Regions from separate parts of the Ovis aries genome. Here region 1 is linked to region 2. Evidence: chromatin contacts called from public Hi-C data. All regions are on one chromosome and are shown on one strand. Each heading gives the region's core, a stretch centred on a gene start, on an enhancer-like site or on the middle of the called end of the contact. The rest is flanking DNA. Distances are from core to core; before and after follow the strand shown.

Region 1 (6,018 bases), core at 1,064-3,563, 730 kb before region 2:
CAACATCACATATGTTGCAAGAAATCATCCTCTAGTTTTCCTCCCTCGTCCTCCAATCCAGTATTTGCTCCCCTCAGTTGCTTGTGGCTAAGAGCAAGTTAGTTTTGTCTTACTGCTGGGAATGGGAGGGCTTACAGGTGTCTCCTGTCCTATCAGTCAGTGCAGTTCAGTTGCTCAGTCATGTCTGACTCTTTGTGACCCTGTGAATTGCAGCACAGGAAGGCACAGCCAGGCCTTCCTGTCCATCACCAACTCCCGGAGTTCACTCAGACTCACGTCCATCGAGTCAGTGATGCCATCCAGCCATCTCATCCTTGGTCATCCCCTTCTCCTCCTGCCCCCAATCCCTCCCAGCATCAGAGTCTTTTCCAATGAGTCAACTCTTCGCATGAGGTGGCCAAAGTACTGGAGTTTCAGCTTTAGCATCATTCCTTCCAAAGAAATCCCAGGGCTGATCTTGCAGTCCAAGGGACTCTCGAGAGTCTTCTCCAACACCACAGTTGAAAAGCATCAATCCTTAGGCACTCAGCTTTCTTCACAGTCCAAGTCTCACATCTATACATGACCACAGGAAAAACCATAGCCTTGACTAGACGGACCTTTGTTGGCAAAGTAATGTCTCTGCTTTTCAACATGCTATCTAGGTTGGTCATAACTTTTCTTCCAAGGAGTAAGCGTCTTTTAATTTCATGGCTGCAGTCACCACCTGCAGTGATTTTGGAGCCCCAAAAAATAAAGTGACACTGTTTCTACTGTTTCCCCATCTATTTGCCATGAAGTGATGGGACCAGATGCCATGATCTTCGTTTTCTGACCTGCCTCTTTAGAAACCTATATGTAGGTTAGGAAGCAACAGTGAGAACTGGACATGGAACAGACTGGTTCCAAATAGCAAAAGGAGTATGTCAAGGTTGTATATTGTCACCCTGCTTATTTAACATATGCAGAATACATCATGAGAAACGCTGGGCTGGAAGAAGCACAAGCTGAAATCAAGATTGCTGGGAGAAATATCAATAACCTCAGATATGCAGATGACACCACCCTTATGGCAGAAAGTGAAGAGGAACTAAAAAGCCTCTTGATGAAAGTGAAAGAGGAGAGTGAAAAAGTTGGCTTAAAGCTCAACATTCAGAAAACGAAGATCATGGCATCTAGTCCCATCACTGCTGTCCTATACACAGGAGTAAAGGGTAGGGAAAATAGCCCCTCACTGTTCAACCTCAATGAAACATCTAAAAGGTAATTTTACTGACGTTGACCAAACTCATATATAGTTGTATAGTATTGGGTTGATCATTCTTTTTAACCTTACAAAATATCCCTTTCTTGTGGAAATAGTGGGTTCCTACCCTGGTGACACGTGACGGTAATTTGTTGAGTATGTTGTATTTGTTGAGTGCTTAGTACTTCTGACACACCATGCAAAAAAAAAAAAATCCCACAGCTTTGTAAGCACTGTCCACTGCCACCCTCAAAAGGTTTTTTACATATCACCATCTTTTCTTTTAAGATGAAAAAAGTGGAGACAGAGAATGTCACAGATATGTCAATGGCATAGCAAACCCAGGTAAATCTTAAGCCCATGCTCTTTACCATTTCATCCTTAAAAGAGAGGGGTATGTGTCTTAACGTACGAAACAGTATGTTCTTTCTGCTTAACAGTATTTTTTCTCCTGCCGTCGGATTGTGTGCAATAATCTTGAGTCATTGTTTTTAAAGCATACTATTGATTACCTATAAGTCCTCACATCTATCACCTCTGCTAAAGAAAAAGAAAATTGCGGTGGCGAGGATTTCATGTTGTTGATACTTAAGCCCAGGAAATGTGGCAAAGCCCCCTCAGAACGCATGAAGCCTACAGCTCGTGACCGTGGCCAGGCCCTCATCTGGCCTGCATCACGAAAGAAAACCGCTGGTGCAGAATGTGGACAGGATATGCACAAGTTCAAGGCAGAGGATTGGGAACGAATTTTTGACGGCAGTTGGAAACGAACCGAATTCTAGCCGCAGGGCCCATCCCTCCATTATCGTGCCGAGCTCCTGGGAAACGGAGGGTTCTGGTGGCAGCTGAGGCCTCCAGGAAAGGAATGAATTCACCTCGGGAGCTGGGGAAGGGCTTTCAGCTTCCTCTCCAGAGACAGCTCCAGAGAAGCCCCGACCTTTTTTCTACCTTCACGGACTTTTGGACCGCTAGCCCTACTGCCCGAACCGTGGGGCGGGACGGCAGACCCTCGCCCAACCAAGAAGCCTAGCTGCCAGGCTTCCGGTCTTCTACCCGCCCCTTCCGCTTCCGGCGGTACCCGCGCTCTATTCCTTCCTGGCAACCCTGGTTTTCTGCAAGCGGCGTGCGTAGGCTGCTGGAACCTGAAGGCCTATGGCCGCTGCGGGGTCTGTGACGGTGGCGTTGCATGTGGCGGAAGTGCTAGAAACCATCGTGAGCGGTTGCTTGGGGCCCGAAGGGCGGCAAGTTCTGTGTACCAAGCCCACTGGCGAGGTGCTGCTCAGCCGGGATGGAGGCCGCCTGTTGAAGGCGCTGCATTTAGAGCATCCCGTAGCCAGGTACCCGCGACGCACGCTCCAGCCCTTTAGAGCATCCTTTAATTAGGTACTCACGTCCCACACTCCAGATGGACACCTCCCGTCATCTCCCTGGACTTCTTGCCCGTAAGATTTTGCTTTTTGGGAAAACTGACCTCCCTCTCGCCCAGCAGAAAAAGCCCAGCCATTCTGCCAGTAGGAGCTATAGGTCCTATAGCCCCGAAGATGGTAAAAAGGTCGGGGCTTCTCGGGAGCTGTTTCTGGAGAAAACTGGCCTTGGATGACACCAGTGTACGCTCAGAGTTAGAGCACTGTCCCAGGGAACATTCCACAACTGAAAAGAGCATTTCGCCTTTCCTTCCAGCTCGACCCAACCCTAGAATCTTGAAATAGCACAAAGGTGGTTCTATTGTTTTTCCCTTTTAAATAACAGAAACCATTCAGCCTATATTTAAGTAAATTTTAAAAGGGAAAAAACTAAGTACATTAAGGAGATAGTATTCTCATTTTATAGATGTAAAAACATGCTTTCAACTTGATTTCAGATGTGGAAAGGCAGCCCTCTGAAAATCTGAGTTGCTTTCTTTCTTTCTTGTGCAGGGTGATGGTGGCCTGTGTTTCCAGTCATCTAAGAAAAACAGGAGATGGTGCTAAAACATTTATTATCTTTCTTTGCCATTTACTCAGAGGACTTCGTGAGATCACAGGCAAGGAAAAGGATTTTTTCCCTTTTGAAAATATTCAAACCTGTGGAAGGCATTGGAAAAATTGCTGTCAGTGGAAATTTATTTCCCAAGCTCTTCTAACATTTCAGACACAAATATTAGACTATGTTATGGACCATTACTTAAGTAGACACTTCTTGTCCATCTTTTCTTCAGGCACTAAAGAAAGAACATTGTGTAGGGGCTCTTTAGAGATGCTCTTAGGGGCATACTTTTGTGGAAGAGTGGGAAGAAATAATCACAACCTGATATCTCAGTTGATGTGTGACTATGTTTTCAAGTGTACAGCTTGTGAAAGTAGCTTTGAAGAAGTACTTGAGCTAGTGGATGACTGTTTTGTTGAGTTGAAAGTTGGTGTCACCGGCCTTCCTGTTTCCGATTCCAGGATCGTAGCTGGGCTTGTGCTTCAGAGAGACTTTTCTGTGCACTGTCCAGCAGATGGTGACATAAGAATAGTGATAGTAACAGAAACCATTCAGCCTCTTTTTTCAGTTTCTGGATCAGAGGTTATTCTAAATTCAGAAGCACAGTTTCAGACATCTCAGTTTTGGATTACAGAAAGAACAAAAGCAATAGTGAAACATTTACAGAATCAGAATGTAAAGTTACTCCTATCTACTGTGAAGCAACCAGACTTAGTAATTTATTTTGCAGGACTGAATGGCATATCTGTGGTGGAGTGTTTATCACCTGAAGAACTTTCTCTTATCCAGAGAGTCATTGGTCTTGTTCCCTTTGTACTACCAGAGGCCTCTTCTCAGTATGAACTCTCTCACACTGCTTTGGTGAAATTCTGTAAACCCCTTATCCTTAGATCCAAAAGGTATGTTCATCTTGGCTTGATGAGCACCTGCTCATTTACACCACATTGTATAGTTCTTTGTGGACCGGTGCAGGGTCTTGTTGAACAACATGAGGATGCTTTACATGGCGCATTTAAAATGCTCCGGCAGGTATTTAAAGACCTTGATCTAAATTATGTGACACAAACCAGTGACCAAAGTTGTACATCAGGTCCTCGTATATATAAGAATAGTAGAGAAAGTAATGAGTTACCAAAAATTGTTAACAGCTCAATACAAAGGTCGTATCAGGACACTGTTGTAAAGAACGAAGGTGAACTGGCAAAAACTCAAACGAATTTAAAAGTATGTTCAAATTTGATAGTTCCAAGCGTCAAATTAGAGAAAAATGTATTGTGTTCAACACCAAAAGTGGCAGTAACAGATTCATACCAGACAGATGAAACATTGAGATGTTCATCCCCAAACAAAGGGAGGATAATGGATGACCATGAACCATTTATTGAGAATAATTCTGCTAACTCAAAAACAGAAAATACTAGAAAAGAGATTTCTTACGAAAATTTACAGGTTACAAAACTTGCTAGAAAGGACAGCATTTTACCACTGAGATATAAGTCACTAGAGATGTGTACTTCCCAAAGTTACTATTTCTCATCTATACCAGCTGGTTGTGTTTTGCCTGTGGGTGGTAATTTTGAGATCTTATTGCATTACTATCTTCTCAACTATGCCAAAAAATGCCAGCAATCAGAACAAACCATGGTTAGTAGGATAATAGCTAATGCACTTTTAGGCGTTCCCAAAATCTTGTATAAGTCTAAGAAAGGAAATTACAGCTTTCCACAAGTATATGTAAGAGCTCTCCAGGCACTGCAAACCAATCAACCCATGATAAGCAACCAAACAGGTTTGGAATCAGTTGCTGGTAAATACCAGTTACTAGCTTCAGTTCTTCAGTGCTTGACAAACATTTTGACTGTTGACTTAGTAATCAGTATTAAGAGACAGCCTCAGGAAGTTTATGATCAAGATTCAGAAGAGGAACTATAAAATTGGAAGCTTTTTATTAACCAGAGTTTTAATCCAACTCAAGCCATAAAACAAGGCAGGCATATGACCACTGATTTTCAAGTTAATTCAACCTAGTTAGGAAAACAGCAGAACTTTAAAGTCTTTAGAAGTATATGAGGCCACCAGACATTCAGATATGAATATTCTAGACTGCATTCATTATGGAACAGTTCTGAGGAGGAAGCCTGGATGAGTGAAGCCAAGATCTGAGTAAGTGGATCTTTTTCCTCCCTCAGTGTTCCTGTGTCTCAGCTCTTGAGGTAGTCTGTGGTTTGGGGGAAAGGTGTTTTCTCATAGCTTCCTTTTACTTTTCTGTATCTTTTTTTCACTCTTCCCTTCTTCCTTGCCTTTCTATAGTTAGTTAATAGAATAATCTCAGATTTGGATGAAGCCTCCAAATGCCATCCTACTTTAGTTCATAAAATATTATTTGCTTTATTGAAAATAATTTATTTCCCCTACTCATAATTTCTGTAGCAAAAGTCTCATTATTTTTTCTCAAACAGTATGTAAGTAAAATTATTTTTTACTTAAATTGTCCCCTTATTTAGAGCCTGGATAGATTTTTTTCACCATTCATGCACCATTGAATATGTTACCATAAATAGGATTTTGTGGATTGTATTTATTTTCATATCTTTAGTTGAAATAATTCCCAAAAGGATATGAAAATCATACTATCATTTTCTCCTGTTCTCTGACAGCTTGCAAGATAGTTCATATATCTGTTGGGTTTTCTTGTATTTGATGCATAGCCATAGTTCAGTAGTAACAAATAATTTGAGGGTTACAGTTGGCTCTTTGATCTGTGGGTTGTACATCAATGGATTCAACCAACTGGATTGAAAATATTCAGGAAAAAAATTTACAGAAAT
Region 2 (5,838 bases), core at 1,872-4,371:
GAGGGAGAACAAGGAAGAACAGGAAGTAATAGAAAGCGATCTGGCTCCAAGACCATCTCATCCCTAGGTGCCTGAAACACACAGCAGTTGGCTGAGAATTGATGTCTAGCAGCTGTGGGTCTCATCCTCTGAGAGCTCACAGTCCCTGGCCAACACTGGCTCAAATACACGATTCAACACCGTTTGGCCAACTATACGAATATTCACCAATCAAAATGGCTGTTTATATTGAAATAAAAACGCAAGCAAATAAAGCAAGAGTATTCCATCCCCTCCATCAGAGTATAGAACAGAAACCGAGATACTTTCTTAATAAATAGCTAATAGATTTTTCCTGAACTTCTCTACTCATCATGGACTCAGAAGATGTCCTTTTTTAATGCATGAGCTATGATTTGGAGGTTGTTGAACACACAGGATCCATAATTTAGAGTATCTGCTAATTTTGCTACAGTGTTTCCGGTCAGTACATATTAAAAAGGAGGAGTATGTATTTTATTAATTAATGGGAATGAATTACTAATGATCTCTGGTTTGGCAAAGGCTGATGCAGCCTGTTTGATGACTGCTGCACAGGCTGGCTTGCAAGCACCTCCCCTTGAGACTGCCGGAAGCAGCTGCCACAGGGTCACGCATTGCTTCAAGTCGCCACCATCCTCTGTGCAAGCAGTGGGACAGAACCCGCTCCGAGTAGGTTTCTCCCCAGTCACTGGCCAGAGTCTCTTTGTTTCATGTTACATTTTCAGATACGATTTCTTAAAAGATTCTACAGCTGAAAAAGTTTTGGAAAACTACTCCAGATTGGTAAGTAGAGAATTAGACAAACAGGTGGTGTACAGAGAGCCCCTATGTGGGTTTCTCCCCAGTCACAGCCAGAGTGTCTTTTTAAAAAAATGTTACATTTTTAGACACGAGTTTTTAAAGGATTCTACAGCTGAAAGAGTTTTGGAAAACTACTCCAGATAGGTAAGTGGAGAGTTAGAAAGACAGGTGGTGTACATAGAACAGTGCAGTTCTACATTAAAAAATGCTGCTTCCAGCCATAAGGCTTTGTGAATTTAAACCCTTCTTCACCAACACCCAATTATATTTAAAATATTCCTTCCTGCTTAAAAAAGTAAAAGAATTAATAATAAAAGAATCAAACCCAGGTCTGCTGCATTGCTGGCAGTCTCCTGCATTCCAGATGGATTCTTTACCGCCTGAGCCACTGGGGAAGCTCAATAAAGGAATAATGGCCCCCAAATACCCAGACATCGCACCTGTTCCTCTAGATTAGGAGTTGCGATTAATTAATTAGACGCATGTGTATGTTTTAGATTAATTAATCTGAAAATCTTTGTATCCATACCAGTGACTTACACTAACTTGTTTTACGGAGGAAGTAAAAACCTGGGACTATGACATGTAAATTCATAGAAATGAAATGCCACAAGCTTGATGCGGTCTTTTCTAAGACTGAGGTTATGGACTAACCCTTAGTACTGAAAATCCATTTTGCAAGTGTTCTCATTGACAGGGAAGAAAACACAAGAGCCAAGAGCTGACTGCACATTTAGCATCAGCGCTCTGCACGCAGGTGGAGGTGGACAGAATTGGACTCATTTGTCTCTTTCTGTGAGAAGATAATCTCTTACTTTCTAGTGCAGCTTTTTTATTTTAGCCACTGTGAAATAAACTTCTTACAACCTAAGACATCTCCGAACTCCAGTTGTTGACAGGATTTATGAGACTCAGGTTTGCAGTAGACTCTGAGGCCCCTTTCCCTTCACACTTTGTGTTCACCCCAGTCATGCACAATCTTGCCAGGATCATCCTGAAGTCGGGGTGGTAGTTTTCATTTGTCCTAGCAAAAGTTGTTGTTATTCAGTTGCTAAGTCGTGTCCAACTCTTTGTGACCCCATGGACTGCAGCATGCCAGGCTCCTCTGTCCTTTGCTCTCTCAGTTTATTCCTTTAATTTTAATTGGCAATTTTACATATGTTCATACTTCTATATTTTATATTATCTCCTTTTTACAAAATACAAAGAATACTTTCTAGGAAATATTTCCATTTACAGATACTAAATTCATTATGAACATTGACTCCATGTTCATTCCTTGAGCCTTTCTTTATTCTGTATTCCTTCCTTCCTCCATTGCTTTTTCTTCTTAGCTAAACCATCAAATGACTCTCCTGCTATTCTACATTTTTGCTGATAAGCAGTTCCTACAATTAACAACCTTATCTTTCTCTGTGTGAGAAAAACAAATTTAATGCCTTTTAATAAGGAAGTTGGAAGGACAAGGAGACATTTTATTGCCATGTTGATTTTGATAAGACTGAAAATACCTGATGGGCTGGTGACTGCACAGAATAATTATACACTTGGTTTTTCATTCCTCTTTATATTGGTACTTCAATATTTCTTGTAGCTGTATTTCTGAAATAGCTAGCTATATAATGTAGAAATCATGAACAAACAGACCTCCCTGAGCGATGTGGTAGCCTTAAAGTCAGTTTTTCTTTGTATCTGATTCACATCTTGTGTTTGTTGCTCTCAGCTGACCAACCCCAGGGCTGAGAATCAGAAAACATGGTTCCAGCGCTTCTAAAAATTTGCTCTTGACTTAGGGAAAACAGCCTGATTTTTCTCTCCTTTTCTGTAAATCGGGAGTGTGTATGTATGTAAAAGATCTCTGAAATCTCTTCCAGGTCCAGCATTCTATAATTGCAGCTAATTCATTTCAAAAGGGAAAAAAAAAAAAAAAAAGCCTATTTCCAGAAAAAAGTCTGCTTTAAGGCTTTTAAAGTTAAAAACCATTTGAAATGTGGATAATAGAGCCTCCATTTATCTGGGGCTAAATGTTTGCACACCCAAAATGAAGGCTGAATAAAGCCTATTGCTTTGAAATGAGTGAAGTCTCTAAGATCGCAATGGGTCCCGAACAGAAAGACCTCTGTGAGGCTCATCAGAGTGGCTTCTACCCTTATTTCCTGTCCATCCACATGCTGAATCCTGTGACGTGGGTGTTTCTGTAATTTCATTCTACAAAGAGGAAAACTGTCGGTGTTGCAGAGAGTAGTTATTGCCTTGGGCAGGGCCGTCAGAGTCTACACAGCTCCCGGAGAGTGAATAAGAATCATCTTCCAGACTCTGGTGATTTTTGTTAACGATCTTCCTTGGGGTGTCTTCAGGACTGTTCCCTTTAAGTCAAGGGCAAACAATGAGAATGAACACATACTGTTCTCTGAATAAAAACTCTTCAGATAAACACAGAGCAGCTAGGGAAACAGAAGGTTAACCGGGTGTCAGGGTGCCTTCTCCATTAGGTTGGCAGCTCTTAGAGGGGAGGGCTTCTGCTTTATTGAATTTGGTGAATCAAGAAGTGCCCTCCAGCCCCACCCTTACACCTGAACTCTTTCCATTTTCACAGTGAAGTTGAGTATATTCATTTATCCTTCAGGGCAGGGAAAAGATTTAAAATTTGGAACCTCCTATAGGACCCAGCACTGCTCCAGGCTCTCCACAAATTGCTCATTCTGTGACTCTGTAAGCACTCAGTATCTACTTGCTGACAGTGAATCGCCTGGGCTGACCAGAAAAAAAATGAGGTGGTTTGGACTGGGAGCCCCTTGATAAACTGCTGATTTAGTCTCTCAGTGTATTCCTCCTGTCCCCCAACCTCACGAGATTGTTTTGAAAAGTAAGAATTCTCAGTGAATCCCTCAGGGTCCCAGTTATCTTCGCTAAAGCAGAGGTCAAGACCCGAGAACCGTGGGCTTTAATTATGGTTTAAGGAAACAATGCTTCCACTTTAACAGCCTTTCTAATTAGTGACACTCTGGAAGATTCAAGCAGGTAACCCAAGGTGTTCTTAGCAAATTTCCGCAGCTTTTAAATCCATCTTTGAATACCAACTCTGCCCTTTCAGCACTCATCCTTTTTTCAAAGGGCAAAGATTAACCATTACATAATAGTATGTATTTTTTGAGCTTGTATTTTGCACCATACACCCTGTGTAACCATTATACTGACAAAAGAAAAAAGATGCTTATTGAACTAAGTTGTTCATTCCAGTAAATTCTAATGATAATCAAACCAAAGCAACAGAGATTATTTTTCTGAGCATTTGGTCGCAATATTCCATCTTTAAGAGTTTATCATAAAAGGATTTCACTTACATTTATAAAGATGTCTTCTTCCATTTATCCTTTGATGATTCAGAGTATTAAATTTTACTAGCGTTTCTCTTTCTCCAAGCTCAGCAAGTTAAGACAGCATCATCATTGATTTCTGCGTCATGTTAGAGCAAACATATTTCTTTCTCCTTTTTCCTTCAAAGAAATAAAATCTTTATGTGCTCTCTGCGTGGGTTAGGGGAAGTAACAATACTAGGGTTTGTTCCAGTCCGTTGTATTAACTTCAGAGGTAAGGACTGTAATCCTTTCAAGCACTGCCCTCTAGTGGGGAGAATAAATATCAACACTTCAGTACTCTAGCCTGGAAAATCCCATGGATGGAGGAGCCCGGGGGGGGGGGGGGGGGGGGGGGGCTGCAGTCCATGGGGTCGCTGAGAGTTGGACACGACTCAGTGACTTCACTTTCACTTTTCACTTTCATGCATTGGAGAAGGAAATGGCAACCCACTCCAGTGTTCTTGCCTGGAGAATCCCAGGGACAGGGGAGCCTGGTGGGTTGCCCTCTCTGGGGTCGCACAGAGTCGGACACGACTGAAGCGACTTAGCAGCAGCAGCAGCAGCAGGATTTGGAGAGACTGATGCTGAAGCTGAAGCTTCAATACTTCGGCCACCTGATGCGAAGAACTGACTCCCTGGAAAAGACCCTGATGCTGGGAAAGATTGAGGGCAGGAGGAGGAGAAGGGGACGACAGAGGATGAGATGGTTGGATGGCATCACCAACTCAATGGACATGAGTTTGAGCAAGCTCTGGGAGTTGGTGATGGACAGGGAAGCCTGGCGTGCTGCAGTCCAAGGGGTCGCAAAGAGTTGGACATGACTGAGCAATTGAACTGAGCTAAGATCTAGCATTTGCAAACTGCCTTCCACCAAACCACCCTGGACTTTTCCTGGGAGAAATTTTTGACCCGTTTACTCACATGAATTAAAATACCTCTTAGTAAGAAAAGTTCTGACAGAAAGTGTGTCTTTATCTGTACCAGCTCATCCAAACTGCCGAATAGACCGGAGAAGGGGGCTTGTGCCCCAGCACGGGTCCGCTGAGCATTTTGGTAAAATGCAAAACAATGGAGCGAGCACAATGCCTGCATTTCTAAAAATCAACACTTTAAGAGAAAGACTGTCATGTTGACAAACATGCTATCTATTCTGAAATTAATTGCTGTGTGGAACAAACATCTACATTTCTTTGAATCTATGTGCAACTGAAGTCTTCCTGGATGACTAATGTGATAGCTCAGAATTTGTGTTTATAAACTGCCCTTTGGAATTCAATGACTATCTGCATTTTCCACATTATTTTTCTTTCATTTTATTTAATATAATGACTGACTTTGAAATTATAAGTGAATATCCAACACAGTCTATCAGGTTCAGGTTTGGGGGCACTAGAATCAGACAGACCTGGGCGAGCCATTTATTGGTGAGTTGGCTTCTTAAAGTCTGTTTCCTCCACTATAAAATGGGGTTCATAACTGTGTCTTCCTCCAAGGATTTAATCATGAAACTACTTGTCAGATGATGCTTGAAAAGTACTTAACCCAGGGCCTGGCTCTTCACAAATACTAAATAAACATTAGGTATTCTTTCATATGGACTGAAGTGACTTAGCATGCATGCTCACATTCTTTTATATATCTTTCATTATTTTTGTTG

The links. Hi-C and Micro-C count contacts between places; a contact is called where the count stands out from the background.
Region 1: a contact with region 2 is called in a Hi-C map of hypothalamus, with 6 times the contacts expected there. The contact joins the promoter of BBS10 here to the enhancer-like site in region 2. A contact is called at or near these places in 3 of 16 Hi-C or Micro-C datasets (hypothalamus and tail adipose tissue).

The regions. Positions count from the first base shown.
Region 1 is chr3:112,312,589-112,318,606 of ARS-UI_Ramb_v3.0, reverse strand. It overlaps BBS10 (Bardet-Biedl syndrome 10), which reads left to right and starts at 2,313. Exons shown (of 3, transcript XM_060412464.1): 1 at 2,313-2,562; 2 at 3,142-3,248; 3 at 3,921-6,018. The coding sequence starts at 2,378. The coding sequence ends at 5,122.
Region 2 is chr3:111,579,169-111,585,006 of ARS-UI_Ramb_v3.0, reverse strand. No RefSeq gene overlaps it. Among named protein-coding and RNA genes, the nearest start is that of KRR1, 47 kb to the right of the region's middle. Within about 2 kb of position 3,121, at least 5 of the 54 cell types and tissues checked have an H3K27ac peak or open chromatin away from gene starts, as enhancers often do. A contact at or near this core is called in hypothalamus, where this site is marked.